Regions from separate parts of the Mus musculus genome. Here all the other regions are linked to region 1. Evidence: chromatin contacts called from public Hi-C and Micro-C data. All regions are on one chromosome and are shown on one strand. Each heading gives the region's core, a stretch centred on a gene start, on an enhancer-like site or on the middle of the called end of the contact. The rest is flanking DNA. Distances are from core to core; before and after follow the strand shown.

What was found. A called contact is a pair of places that touch in the nucleus more often than the background predicts.
Region 2: a Hi-C map of myocytes shows a contact between it and region 1, with 2.3 times the contacts expected there. The contact joins two enhancer-like sites. A contact is called at or near these places in 1 of 15 datasets of contacts at CTCF or cohesin (the NIH/3T3 cell line), 3 of 484 Hi-C or Micro-C datasets (cerebral cortex, conventional dendritic cells and myocytes) and 2 of 115 datasets of contacts at active chromatin or transcription factors (VIP interneurons and pancreatic cancer cells).
Region 3: a contact with region 1 is called in a Micro-C map of muscle stem cells, with 3 times the contacts expected there. The contact joins two enhancer-like sites. A contact is called at or near these places in 1 of 15 datasets of contacts at CTCF or cohesin (pro-B cells), 15 of 484 Hi-C or Micro-C datasets (the 3T3-L1 cell line, the C2C12 cell line, the G1E-ER4 cell line and 8 more) and 4 of 115 datasets of contacts at active chromatin or transcription factors (T-cell acute lymphoblastic leukemia, a colorectal cancer cell line, large pre-B cells and 1 more).

Annotation. Positions count from the first base shown.
Region 1 is chr10:111,722,737-111,726,627 of GRCm38.p6, forward strand. Gm30624 (a long non-coding RNA gene) reads left to right here. Exons shown (of 6, transcript XR_001779641.2): 3 at 2,427-2,633. Among named protein-coding and RNA genes, the nearest start is that of Gm30624, 40 kb to the left of the region's middle. Within about 2 kb of position 2,300, at least 38 of the 459 cell types and tissues checked have an H3K27ac peak or open chromatin away from gene starts, as enhancers often do. A contact at or near this core is called in the C2C12 cell line, muscle stem cells and myocytes, where this site is marked.
Region 2 is chr10:111,557,615-111,561,662 of GRCm38.p6, forward strand. No RefSeq gene overlaps it. Among named protein-coding and RNA genes, the nearest start is that of Gm30193, 14 kb to the right of the region's middle. Within about 2 kb of position 1,292, at least 40 of the 459 cell types and tissues checked have an H3K27ac peak or open chromatin away from gene starts, as enhancers often do. A contact at or near this core is called in myocytes, where this site is marked.
Region 3 is chr10:111,934,808-111,938,939 of GRCm38.p6, forward strand. No RefSeq gene overlaps it. Among named protein-coding and RNA genes, the nearest start is that of Krr1, 36 kb to the right of the region's middle. Within about 2 kb of position 2,139, at least 66 of the 459 cell types and tissues checked have an H3K27ac peak or open chromatin away from gene starts, as enhancers often do. A contact at or near this core is called in the C2C12 cell line, muscle stem cells and myocytes, where this site is marked.

The sequences.
Region 1 (3,891 bases), core at 1,050-3,549:
TAGCAGGTGCCCCATTTAACACTCCTCACACAGTGACATGGAACTATAGTTTCTTAACACCTTCGCCTCTGTCTTCTTTCTGTCATTGTTAGAAGCCGTTCTAAGGGTGTGAGAGAATGATTGCTTTTAGCAGGCTTTCATGTGTCCTGAAGGAAGTGGGCAGTGTTGACTTCAGGCTTGACACAGACCAAAATTAACATTAGGTTTTGGTTTGAACCATCTTGTGGCATCTTGCAATCCACTCACAGACCCCATCAGAGTAGTGCATCACCTGAGGGATGCTGTTGGTAGAGTTGTGGCTACCTTCTCTCTCTCCTGCTCTGAGACCAAGGTGAGCCAAGCTCATGATGCAGGTTTTGAGGATTGCATGCTGATATCTCTGGATCATGGACTTGCTTATGTTTCAGACTTTAATTTTTTCTCCTGAGCATGTCTACTGTGTTTTGTCTCTCTCAAATGCAAGCATGGAGCATGGCTGTTTCCCTTAATTTTCCAGAAGGAGCCCTGGCTCAAAGTTCTGATACTTCAAAACACAGAATCTTAGCACTCACTTTTCAAAAGGTCCTTGAGTTGTTTGACCTCAGTGCCTTTGTTATCCTTGCTTCTGGGTCTTGCTACAGCTAAATTCACCATTTTTACAGCTCCCTCCCTACCCCTGTTGCTTTATTATTCTTGCTTTGCCTTCTTCTCCCTCTCCCCCTCTCTTTCCCCTTCTCTCTCTTCCTTCCCCCTCCCCTCTCTCTTTCTTCTGTGTATCCATGTACAGAAAGGTGAGAGGACAATGTTTTCCACCACTCATGGGAAAACCATCTACCTCCCTTGAGATCACATTTCTTATTAGCTTAAGGCTCCCTAATCAGGTTAGACTTGTTGGCCAGAGAGCCCCAGTGATCTTTTATCTCCGCCTTCTCACTCCTGGGTTTACAAGCTCATGCTATTACACTTCACACTTTTCTGTGGGCTCCAGAGATTGATCATGCTTGCAAGGCACAAATGCTGTATGGTTGGGGTTGCCTTCCTAGTGCTTATGTCTGCCTTTTAAACTCCTATTCCCCCAAATCTCTGTGCCAGACAATCTGGAACCATGTGGGATTGATTGGGACTGATGGGATCTTAGTCTCAGGCTCATGTCTCCTGCTTCTTCCCCAAGGGCCAGCTGAAACGCAAAGACCCAGCCCAAGCCTCTCTCCAGATTTAATGGTTTCTAGAAACATTCGATTGTGCCCAGCCTCCTGAATCTAGTCTTTCTTCCATACTTCACAGTTCCCCAAATGGTGTGTTCTGTCATTATTATGTACATCCAATCAAACCCCTTGTTAGCATTTTGTCTAAGCTCTGCCCCATGGTTACCTAGCAACAGCCAGGTGTGCCTGACTCACTATAAAAGGGGCTGCTTGCCTCCTTCACTTTCTCTTGCTCTCTTGCTTTCTTGCTCTGGTTCTGTCTTCTCATCACTTCCCCCTCTCTCTCCATATGCTCACAGCTGGCCTCCTCTCCCTCTTCCTCTCCTTCTCCTCTCCAGTGCCTTTCTCTGTCTACTCCCCTCTCAACTCCCCTCCCCATGCCCTGAATAAATTCTATTCTATACTATACCATGTGTGGCTGGTCCCTCAGTGGGAAGGGATGCCTCAGTATGGGCCCTTGGAGGCACACCCTTCCCCCGACACCTGACTGCACATCCATCAAACATTCTCTTTCTCCTTATCTTTTTAAAAACACAATACTCCTCTATCCCTTACAGATCTAAATCTCAAAATATTTATCTAGGTATCATACTAACTACCAATCTACAAGATCTTGATGGGTAGAGATGGGTAGAGATCTTGGATTTTCCTTTAGAAGGTCCTTTAGAAGAACACATGTGCTTCTGTAAATGCCCTGAAAAATGCCAGGTTAGGATTGCCAGCAACCATGATAAATGCTTTAGGGGTGGTATCTTGGCATGGTTGAACCTTGAAAGAGCTGGGATTCTGATAAATGTGTTCCCTTTGTTTTCTCTGGGCAGTTAAAAACAGTGCTAGCTGCGGGCAAAGTCAGAAGCTCTGTTGATTTGTGGCTCTGCTTTTTTTTTTTTTTTCCCCAAGGACTCTTTGCCCTACCCACTGAGGACATACTTCCTGTGTCCCCATGCTTTCTAAGTTGAACAACTGTTCTGTGCTTTGTTCCCTTGCTGTGGTTGCTGTTTGTGGCACGTCTAAAAGGGATGTAAAACCCTGAAGCTCTCAGCTGTAATAATATACCCGTTGACCCCACCTACATGGTTGAGACCTCTGCTGCCCCTCTCCAGACAGATGTCTGAGTGGGGAATCTGGCCTGAACACCAAAAGTTGTCATAGAAGTCACTGTGAGTGACTTCCTCTGACTATATATGGATGGCTGGAAGTGGTGTTATGAAACTAATCCTATAATCCTTTTCTTCCTAACAGAAGAGCAGTGGAATGCTGTGGGCCGGAGAAACTCAGGCAGCTGGCAGTTTGACTCTTAAGCACCAGCATGGTAGACACCAGCCTCCCCTCTCAGTCCTGCGGGCCGTGAAGTGGTGATAATAACACACTCTGAGCAGCTGGAGATTTCTCTGGAGCCAGACTACAGGGGAGACCATGAAGAAGAAAATACAGATGAAACAGGAAGAGGTAAAAGCCTAGAGTTAGAAAAACTTCTGAAAATATAGTAGTCGGATATGATATGTTAACAGAAGTTATTGTAGCTATCTGGTCTACCTCAAAAGAAGCTGTATATATAGCAACGGAGATGATTATCGTCTTGTTCTATCGTAATAAACTTGTGACATTCCTTGTCTTCCTGGATTCCCCATGCCCCACACTTTCCTTTCCCCTGGATGGCTTTCACCACTAACAGACTCCTGCAGGCAACACGTCACTGGCTCTGTCATTACTAAAAATTTCTGTTCTATTCAAGACTAGGGACTATGTTTTGTTCATCAGGGTGGCCACAAATAGCATAAAGTAACTTTTTTATGTCTTTCTTAGCCTAAGACTGATTTATGTATTGGTAAAAGTGCTTACTTGGGATAGGGACTTGGATCATTCAGTGAAGTGTTTGTATTGCAGGCACCAGTAGGGTGAGTTCAATATTCAGAATCCATTGGTTAATAATAATAATAATAATAATAATAATAATAATAATAATAATAAAAAGCTGGGAGAGCTAGTGAAGTCATGAATCTTAGAAGAGACCTTACAACTGCCACTGCACTGAACCAGCAGAATCCTTAACTACATTCTAAATATTTGTCCTTATACCCATAGATGAATAGTTCTTTGCTCTCACCAAGGAAACGTCTCTTTGCAAAAGACAGAGACCATTACAGAAAACTACAAGCAACCAAGATACCCAGTTATTGAGCCCAGACCCAATGAATACTTCTGCACAGGCTGGAGGAACATTGCAGAAGAGAGGGCAGGAAGACTGTAAAAGCCAGAGGGTCAGGCAGTTTGCTCTGAGATTGTGTCCTTCAGTCATGACAGAAGTATCACCCAGAATCACACAAGCATGTCTTCCTAAATATAAGCTCAATAAGGACAACAATAATATGTATGCCAAAGTGGATGGGGAAAGACCATGAGGTCTTTACATAAAGAACTATAGACTAAGGAATGCTGAGAGTGGAAGAGTCTTCCCCAGGGAAGATCACACAATGATTATTCAAAACTAAACTGGTCAGCCCTGAAAACTTATACATAAAAATATAGTCTACAGACTGAGCAGGCTGTATTTATGTATTTAGGATATGTATGTATGTAATATATTATATAAATATATATGTGTAGCATATATAATATATACCTTCCTAAATACATAAGGAGAGAGAGAGAGGGAGGGAGAGAGAGAGAGAGAGAGAGAGAGAGAGAGAGAGAGAGAGAGAGAGAG
Region 2 (4,048 bases), core at 42-2,541, 170 kb before region 1:
AGCTGGATTACAGACCGTCGTGAGCTGCCATGTGGGTGCTGGTGATTAAACTTGGGTCCTCTGGAAGAGCAGCCAGTGCTCTTAACCACTTAGCCACATCTCCTGCCCCGCTTCCTTCTTTCTAGAGATGGGACCACTGAGACTCACAGAGGTTAAGAAACATAGTAAGCAAAGTATTAAAACCTAGGCGAGTCTCTGTGTTCTTTCTAATACTGTGAAATGCACGTGAAGCTCGAGGCCGTGCACTAGGGTTAACTTGCACTATGTAGAAGAGCTAGCTTGGTGGTAGGTCATGTCCACGGTAAATCGTCCTGTGCTGTTCCAAGCAATAGTTCTATGGGAGCACAGTCAGAGCCGCCATGTTGGCGCCCTTCCTGTGGGCCGGTTACTGGACGTGGGTTTCATATTCCTCTTCTCCTTGCAAGAAGCTCAGGAGCTGAGCAATCTCAAGGGCGGGCAGGCTGTTGGGAGAAGGTGGTAAATTAAGCTGAGGTCTTTCCTGTTTCCTGCTGGGCATCATGGAGCTGGGGGAGCTCTGTTGCTCTGTCTCTGTTCTGGATGCTGGGGGGGGGGGGGCTGCGCATGCGCAGGGGCGGGGGAGGGCAGGGGGATAACAGACCGCAAGCATCAGGCTCTGGATCTTTCTTCCTCTAGAAACAAATGAGTTAAGAATGCAGATACAGTTCATTGACAGTCAATGCGGTCCATGGGGCCGGGTGGGACTGTGGTTTTCTTGCAGGCCCACATCTCACCCTGTTACCTATTTCCTCACAGTAGTCAGTCAGAGTATTGGTTAATATTTGTTGAGCTGTTGCTAAGCACTGGACACTAGCCCAGTACCTGTGCACGCATTCACTTACTTAATGTACATAACTCCTTTTGGAGGGTGCAGCCGAAGCAGAAACTTTACATCTGTTTGCTCAATGGCTCACAATTAGCAGACTTCTATTCAAACTAAGGGATGTCTTCTTCTTTTTTTTTTTTTCCAGAGGCAATTGCTGGGTAAAGAGGGCAGCAGCTGTCTGTATCACACCATAAATTTTCATGGTGTTTTGTTTATGCCCCAGCACCCACACAGATACAGTAAGGACTGAGCAATACTCGTTACTCCGTAGACCCTCCCAAAGGTAACTTATTTAAGGCTACTTGGTAGTGTCTTCCTCTCAAGGTATGGCCTGAGTGTTGTCTAGCCGACTTGGAAGGAGGCCAGGATTCCTCACATTCTGTGTCTGACCTCTACATGGTCCCTTTGGTTTCGCTAGTGTCTATTTTTATGGTGGTTCACATTTCCATTCACAACGGAACACACATCCCTAGCTTTCTACTGACAGGTTGTTTTTAACAGCTGTCTCCCGCCTCTTGCTCATGCAAATAAAGATTCGTTTTTTTCACACAGGGCACTTGCCAGACAAAGTGCCCCCCACCCTCACCCCACAATGCATCTGTGCTATGATGATCCTTAGTAGAGAGGGCAGGTTTGTTTGTTTGTTTTTATCTTCAAAAGGAACATATTTTGACAAGCTTAGTTAATCTCTGAGCTCACCCTGTCTCCTTGAAGGGATGAGTCCTTGAATTTGGTCACACTTCATTAAAGGGCCCCTTGGCATAGGCCAGCGGTTCTCAATCTGTGGGTTGGGACCCCTTTGGCAAACCTCTATCTTCCCAAATATTTGCATTATGATTCATAACAGTAGCGGAATTACGGTTGTGAAGTAGCAGTGAAATAATTTTATGGCCGGGGTCACTCGGAGCAGCAGGAGGAACTGTATTAAAGGGTCGTGGCATCAGAAAGGTTGAGAACCACTGGCTTAGCCGATTCCTGCCTTCCATCTGTGGCTTTGTACTTGGCAGGAACCAGGTGTGTCCAGCAAACATACCTGCCTTAGAGGCCTGTGCCCTCTGAAGTGCCGCCCCGGAATGACACTTCAAAGAGACCACACTGCAGCTGTCACCTGGCTATCTAGGGGAGGTGAGAGAGTTAATAGGCAACCATGAACCCCCCCACCCCCACCCCCCCCCTCCCGGCCCTCCCACCTCCAACGGACACCTGGGACTCCTGGAACCTTTTTCTCTGCTATAGAGAAATTGAACGCTCAGTATTGTTCCTAATTTGCCCCAGCGGGAGTTCTGAGCCTCAAGTCTTTAGATAAGGAGCAACGTACATATCTCTCTAACAATAAAAGGAATAAAAGTACCTTGGCTTTCTTCTTTGAATAAGAATTATTGAGTATTTGCAACTACTCTTAGCAGGAGTTTAATTATGGGACTTTTTTTTTTTTTTTTAAAGTAGAGTCTTTTTAACGTGTGAGCCTTTTTCTGAGCATTACAATGGTTCACATGCAAATTAGCCAATTCCCCTCCTGGCTGTGTTTGGGATGCACTCAATTACTGTTTTACATTGTCCTTGGGCATCCGGCACTCTGGGTACGGGGTGGGAAATTAAAGTCTATTTATAAGTTGCTGCCATATGGATGTAGATTAGATCTCAGAGAGGACTTCCTGGTTATGATGTTATTAAGTGAGTTGCTGGCGGAGTTATTTTGAAGACTTCCTGCCAGTTCTATCGTGCCCTTGTCCGTATAAAAACCAAGCCACCATCCACTTCTCATAGAGCAAGCTGAGTGTCCAGCTTCCCCGGAGATAATAAAACATCAAAGCCAAGAGAAAGAGGTTTGAAGTGAGTGGCCAGGGAAACCCAGGTTCTGAGAGATTCTCCTTGAGGAGCCTGGACCCTTTGAAGCCCAGGGCAGCAGGCCATTGTGCCTCCGCTCATTGACAGGACATGAGTTTTGTCTGGAGTAGCGTTCTCTGCTCTCCTGTTCCTCTCAGCTTTCCTTATTATGTGTGTATGTGTGTACAGGTGTGTGCACACGTGTTCATGTGTGTGCTGATGCATGCACGTGTATCCTCCTTCAGGTTTCTCCCACCTTTTGGGTTTTCTTCAGATAGGATCATTCATTGGCCAAGGGTTTGCCTAGCAGGCTAGCAAGATGGGCGAGGCAGCCAGCCCCAGAGATCTGCAGACCTCTGTCTTCCCGGTGCCGAGAAGACAAGCGGGTGCCATCACTTGGGCTCTGAAGATGGAACTCAGAGCCTTCTGCTTGAAGGGAAAGTGCTTTTACTAAACAGAGTGGCATTTGCAGCCCCGGGTGTGAAGATCTCTTAGTGTTCCAGGCTGGGTTTTCTTAGCTGTCAAACGAGAATAACAATATCCTTCTATCTGAGTCTTTCTCTTTTTAAGGGTTTTCATGTGCATTGGTGTTTGCCTGCATTTATGTCTGTAAGAAGGTGCCAGGTCCTCTGGAACTGGAGTTACAGACCGTTGTGAGCTGCCATGTGGGTGCTGGGTGTTGAACCCAAATCCTCTGGAAGAATAGCCAGTGCTCTTAACCACTGAGCAACCCTACCACTTAGTCTTGAATAACCATATTTCTAGGGGGAAAGTGTGGACTAGTGTCCCTTTTTTGGATCCTCAGCAGCTTTAAGTAAATTATTAGGATGCTTTTTCAACTGTGGCCTTAGAAATGATTTGTGGACCCAATTTAGTTGTTATCAACTAGCCTTAGAAGAAAAAAAATCAATGCAAAAGGCAAGTATTAAGGAGAGTATGGTTCTATAAAACAAAGACTTCTATTATAGACATGAATGTTTATTAACTATGTATATACATGTATCTCCATATGAATATATTGGATCACGGTATGGTGTATTTTGTTTTGAGCATAGTCTGAAGCATACAAAAGAGGGTTTGGATGTGTGGTTCCATGATAGAGCCGTTTCCTAGAAAGTGTGAGACTCTGGGCTTGGTCCTCAGCATCTTTAGTGAGCGTGAGGTGAGCTGGGTTGGTGACTAAAGCTCTGTAACTGCCATGCCTAAGGGGCCATCTTTCTAAGTCATCTAGCCCTTTAAAAATGTGGTGGGAGAAGTGATAAATGCAACCATCAGGGCAGAGAGGAGCCGTGTGTGTGATTGACAGAGCACGTAAGATGGAAACTATCAGGAATAGCATGAAAGTTATAAAGGCTCATTCTGACCTGGGGGAGGTGG
Region 3 (4,132 bases), core at 889-3,388, 210 kb after region 1:
AGAAGAAAGAACTAGGGAAGAGGAGGAGGCTGCCATGAGGGGAGATGGACCATGAACATGTGGCAAAGAGTAACAGCCATATCTGGGGTCCACCACTGGGGAGGTAGCAAGGCCAACAGTTAGAAGAGTAGATTAGGAGCTGGGCGTTGGTGGCGCACGCCTTTAATCCCAGCACTCAGGAGGCAGAGGCAGGCAGATTTCTGAGTTCAAGCCCAGCCTGGTCTACATAGTGAGTTCCCGGACAGCCAGGGCTACACAGAGAAACCCTGTCTCAAAAGAAGAAGAAGAAGAAGAAGAAGAAGAAGAAGAAGAAGAAGAAGAAGAAGAAGAAGAAGAAGAAGAAGAAGAAGAAGAAGAAGAAGAAGAAGAAGAAGAAGAAGAAGAAGAAGAAGGAGAAGAAGAAGAGTAGTAGATTAGGGGTGACCCTCAGTAATTGTCAAAGCCAAATAAAATAACCTTAGTCTAAGTCTCATTTATTTGTAAGCTAGTCTGGTTAAACTTAAATTGGTTGCATCCAGAGGTCACTGGGCTTGGCGGCAGGCCCTTTACCCACTAAGCCACCCCTCATCATTCGCTTTTAAAATCACTGTGTTGTTTTTGTTTTCTCCAAAGCCATATTGATTCACTGTGTATTTCTTCATGGTTGCTATGTTACCTTGGCAAATTTCCCAAAGACCAGTGACTAGAGAGTTCTTTAATTCTCTGAGCCTTAGTTTCCTCTGAGCATGAGATTATTATACTGTGGCACACATAAGTTTGTTTTAAGACAAACATTTATCAGGACTTGGGAAAAGGCAGAAGGCCCTGGGTTTGATCTTTAGCTATGCACACATGCACATGCACACACACACACACACACACACACACACACACACACAAATATACACACACAAATATACACATACATAGACACACATATAGATATACACATACTAAGACACTCACATGCACATAGACACACAGAGAGAGACACACAGAGACACACACATGCAGACACACACATGCACCATACACACAAAATTGTGATACCAACACTAGAGTCCCCTGACCTATGGTGCTTTATGTTTGTATTTTATGACTTTTCAGAAGTCCCAGTGATGAAGATCAGTGTGACAGTCCACTCGCATCCAGGAGTTGATTGCAAAGGGACACAATAATTCCCATGGGTTAACCACAGCACTTAGCTTAGACCGTCTCAGTTGAGGCGTATTTTAATCTAGTTCTCAATTTACAGATGGGATTATGTGTAGAATGATCCTGGGACCCATGTTAACCTCCCCAAGCCTTAAATTAGCCACAAGACCGTGTCACAGCCCCACAGATGTTGAATTGGAAGTCCTCCCATGTGCACACACATATTTAGAACACTAGGCATCTCCGCTTGACTGATGAATCGGCAAAAGCCATGCCAAGCTTGTCTGGATGTCTGGAACTCTCTAAACAGCAACTATTCCTCTGCTCCTGAGTTTGCCAGGTTCTGGGTTCAGGACACATCTAAACTTCTTTCTCTGGACCAGTGTCTTGGGTCGTGGCTCTCTCCTATCCTAAGGATTCACTTGGTAGCCATGTGATATGTTGAGCAATGGCTGTAAATGTGGGGGAAGCTCTGGCACAACTAGAAACAGTTTGACAAACCCATTCCTGACTGACCTTTTCTTTCCCTCCAGTTTTGCTATCACTGGCCTGGAAATGAGGTATCTGCTAATCCTGACATCACGGGCTAACTAGCCAGTGAGATCCCGTTCCTAATGGATGTGGAGCCTCTGCTGCAATACCTCTGTCTCTGCCCTGCTAGCCCCACCCAGAAAGCCTCCTGTCTTCCTTTCCACTCTTGCTCTCTTCCTCTTTTGTCACATACTCTTCAGAGTGTCCGCAGATGTCAAGTGGAGAGAAAGACATGTGGCATGAATGCTCTTGTGCTGGCACAGGGATACTTCCTGAAGAAGATAGGGCCCCTCGCCGGGTCGCTGAGCAGGCTGCCCATCTGGATTTGTCACAGCTCGGGGCCTATTCTTGATTTAGATAGCTTGACAACTCTCATACTGGCACGATGCCACCCAGGGTGCCAGTCAACGGGCCATCTAGCCATATCAAGTGCGGCTGTTCAGGGCAGGAATCCTAGCCAGGAATTTCTAAACTGCCATTCGTGAGAGGTTCAGTGCATTTTGGCTGGGGAAAAGCTTCCAAAAATAAACACTAGATACTGTGGCCATTTGTTTGGACTTTTGTAGAAGTGTTATTAGTCATTGGGGGTAAGAAAAGGACGGTGGACACGTCAGCAGGAAATGAAGTCTAATTAATCATTCTGACAGGCAGCAGGGGACTTGAGCCCACTCTTCCCAGAACAACTGTGGGGAATTTAGGAAATGGCTAGAACAGCATTTGGTCTTACCAAAGTCTATTTATTTCTTCAGAAATTGAAAAATCACGGATGAAAGTGAGATAAGTCCATGGGAAATAAACAACATAGGGACCCGAGAAGTGAGGACATGCCTTCTTAGAATTTAGTTCTAAGACGGTCAAGCCGAAGGCCCTTATTTCAATGTTTGGAATGTACTTCCTTTGGATGATATTTACACGTGTGTGTATCAGTGTGTGTGTATCAGTGTGTGTGTGTGTGTGTGTGTGTGTGTGTGTGTGTGTGTGTGTGTGTGTTTGGAATGTGAATTGAGACAGAGACACACAGAGAGAAATAGAAAGACAGACACAGAGACAGAGACAGAGACAGAGGGACAGAGATTGGAAGCTAGACGCTAGGCAAATGCTACATTCTTGCATACTAGGCAAATGCTCTAAGCTGAGCTGTCTACTGCTCTCTCTTTCCACTTTTTATTTTGAGATGAGGTGTCACTAAATTGCCCAGGCTGATCTTAAATTTGTGATTCTCCTGCCTCAGCCCACTGAGAGTAGCTGGGGATGTATAGGCTGATGCTACCAAACCCAGCATGTTCCTAGCCTCTAATTGAGAATTCAGTTCATTGCACTTTCAAGCCTAAGGTTTAAGCAGCTTTGTGAGTTGCTAAAGCCTCATGCTGAGGGCTGCTAGCATGTACCTTTTGCTGAAAAACATCAGTTATTATCCAAACAAATTAGAGGTAACCCCTGCCTTCCCACTGAAAACATCGTTTTTCCTCTCTTCCTGTTTGTGTATATATTATAGAAGGGCAATAACCGTATGATTTTACAAGAATACTATGCAGAATAAGTAAGAAAGTTGTCCAAGAGGCCAAGCCTAATGTCCCAGGGCTATAATTCCAGCTATTGTGGAGGCAGAGGTAGGAGGAATCACAGGGGCAGGGCCTGCCAGAACTACAAAGTACGTTCAAGGCAAAACTGTACAAAATGCAGCAGGCAACTAGTAAGACATCATCTCAAAAAAAAAAAAAAAAAAAAACAAACCTCTTTTTTTTTTTAAAGGACTGAGAGGATAGTTCAGTGGTTGGTGCTTGCTTTCTAAGTGTCACAGGCCTGACTTTCTTCCAGGCTGGGAGGCAGTCAGGAGGGAAGGGAAGAGAAGAGGAGGGGAAAAAAGAAATGGAATTTAGGCAAACATCTTAGTATTAGTCGGTGCTCAATATATATTAGTATCAAGTAGATCCACTAGATTCCCGATTCACACAGATGAAGAGTTTCTTTGTTTGCCCAGCCTAAATATATCTTAGTCTTTCCATGTCCGTTTTTTAACCCTTGTCTCCATGTGGTATGTTGAATTTAATTTTTATTAGCTTGTATTGGGAAATTGTTCCACTTTGGGGCTTTTGAGATACTGACCATGCTAAAAATATAGAGGCAAACAAATATGTGTGTGTATGCGTGTGAATATAAATATGTATATGTAATGTACATGTATATGATGTGTATGTTGCATATGTTGTATGTATATATGTGTGTATATATGTATAAGATGTATATCATGTATATGATTGATATATATGATGTAGATGATGTAGATGTTTATGATATATATGATGTATATGATGTATATGATGTATATGTAGATGTAGATGTAGATGTAGATGTAGATGTAGATGTAGATGTAGATGTAGATATAGAAAGGTATTTGTGTACATCTTCTCCCAGCTCTTGTCACCAAAACCCCTTTCAGTGGTTTGACAACCGCCCAGGAACTTGA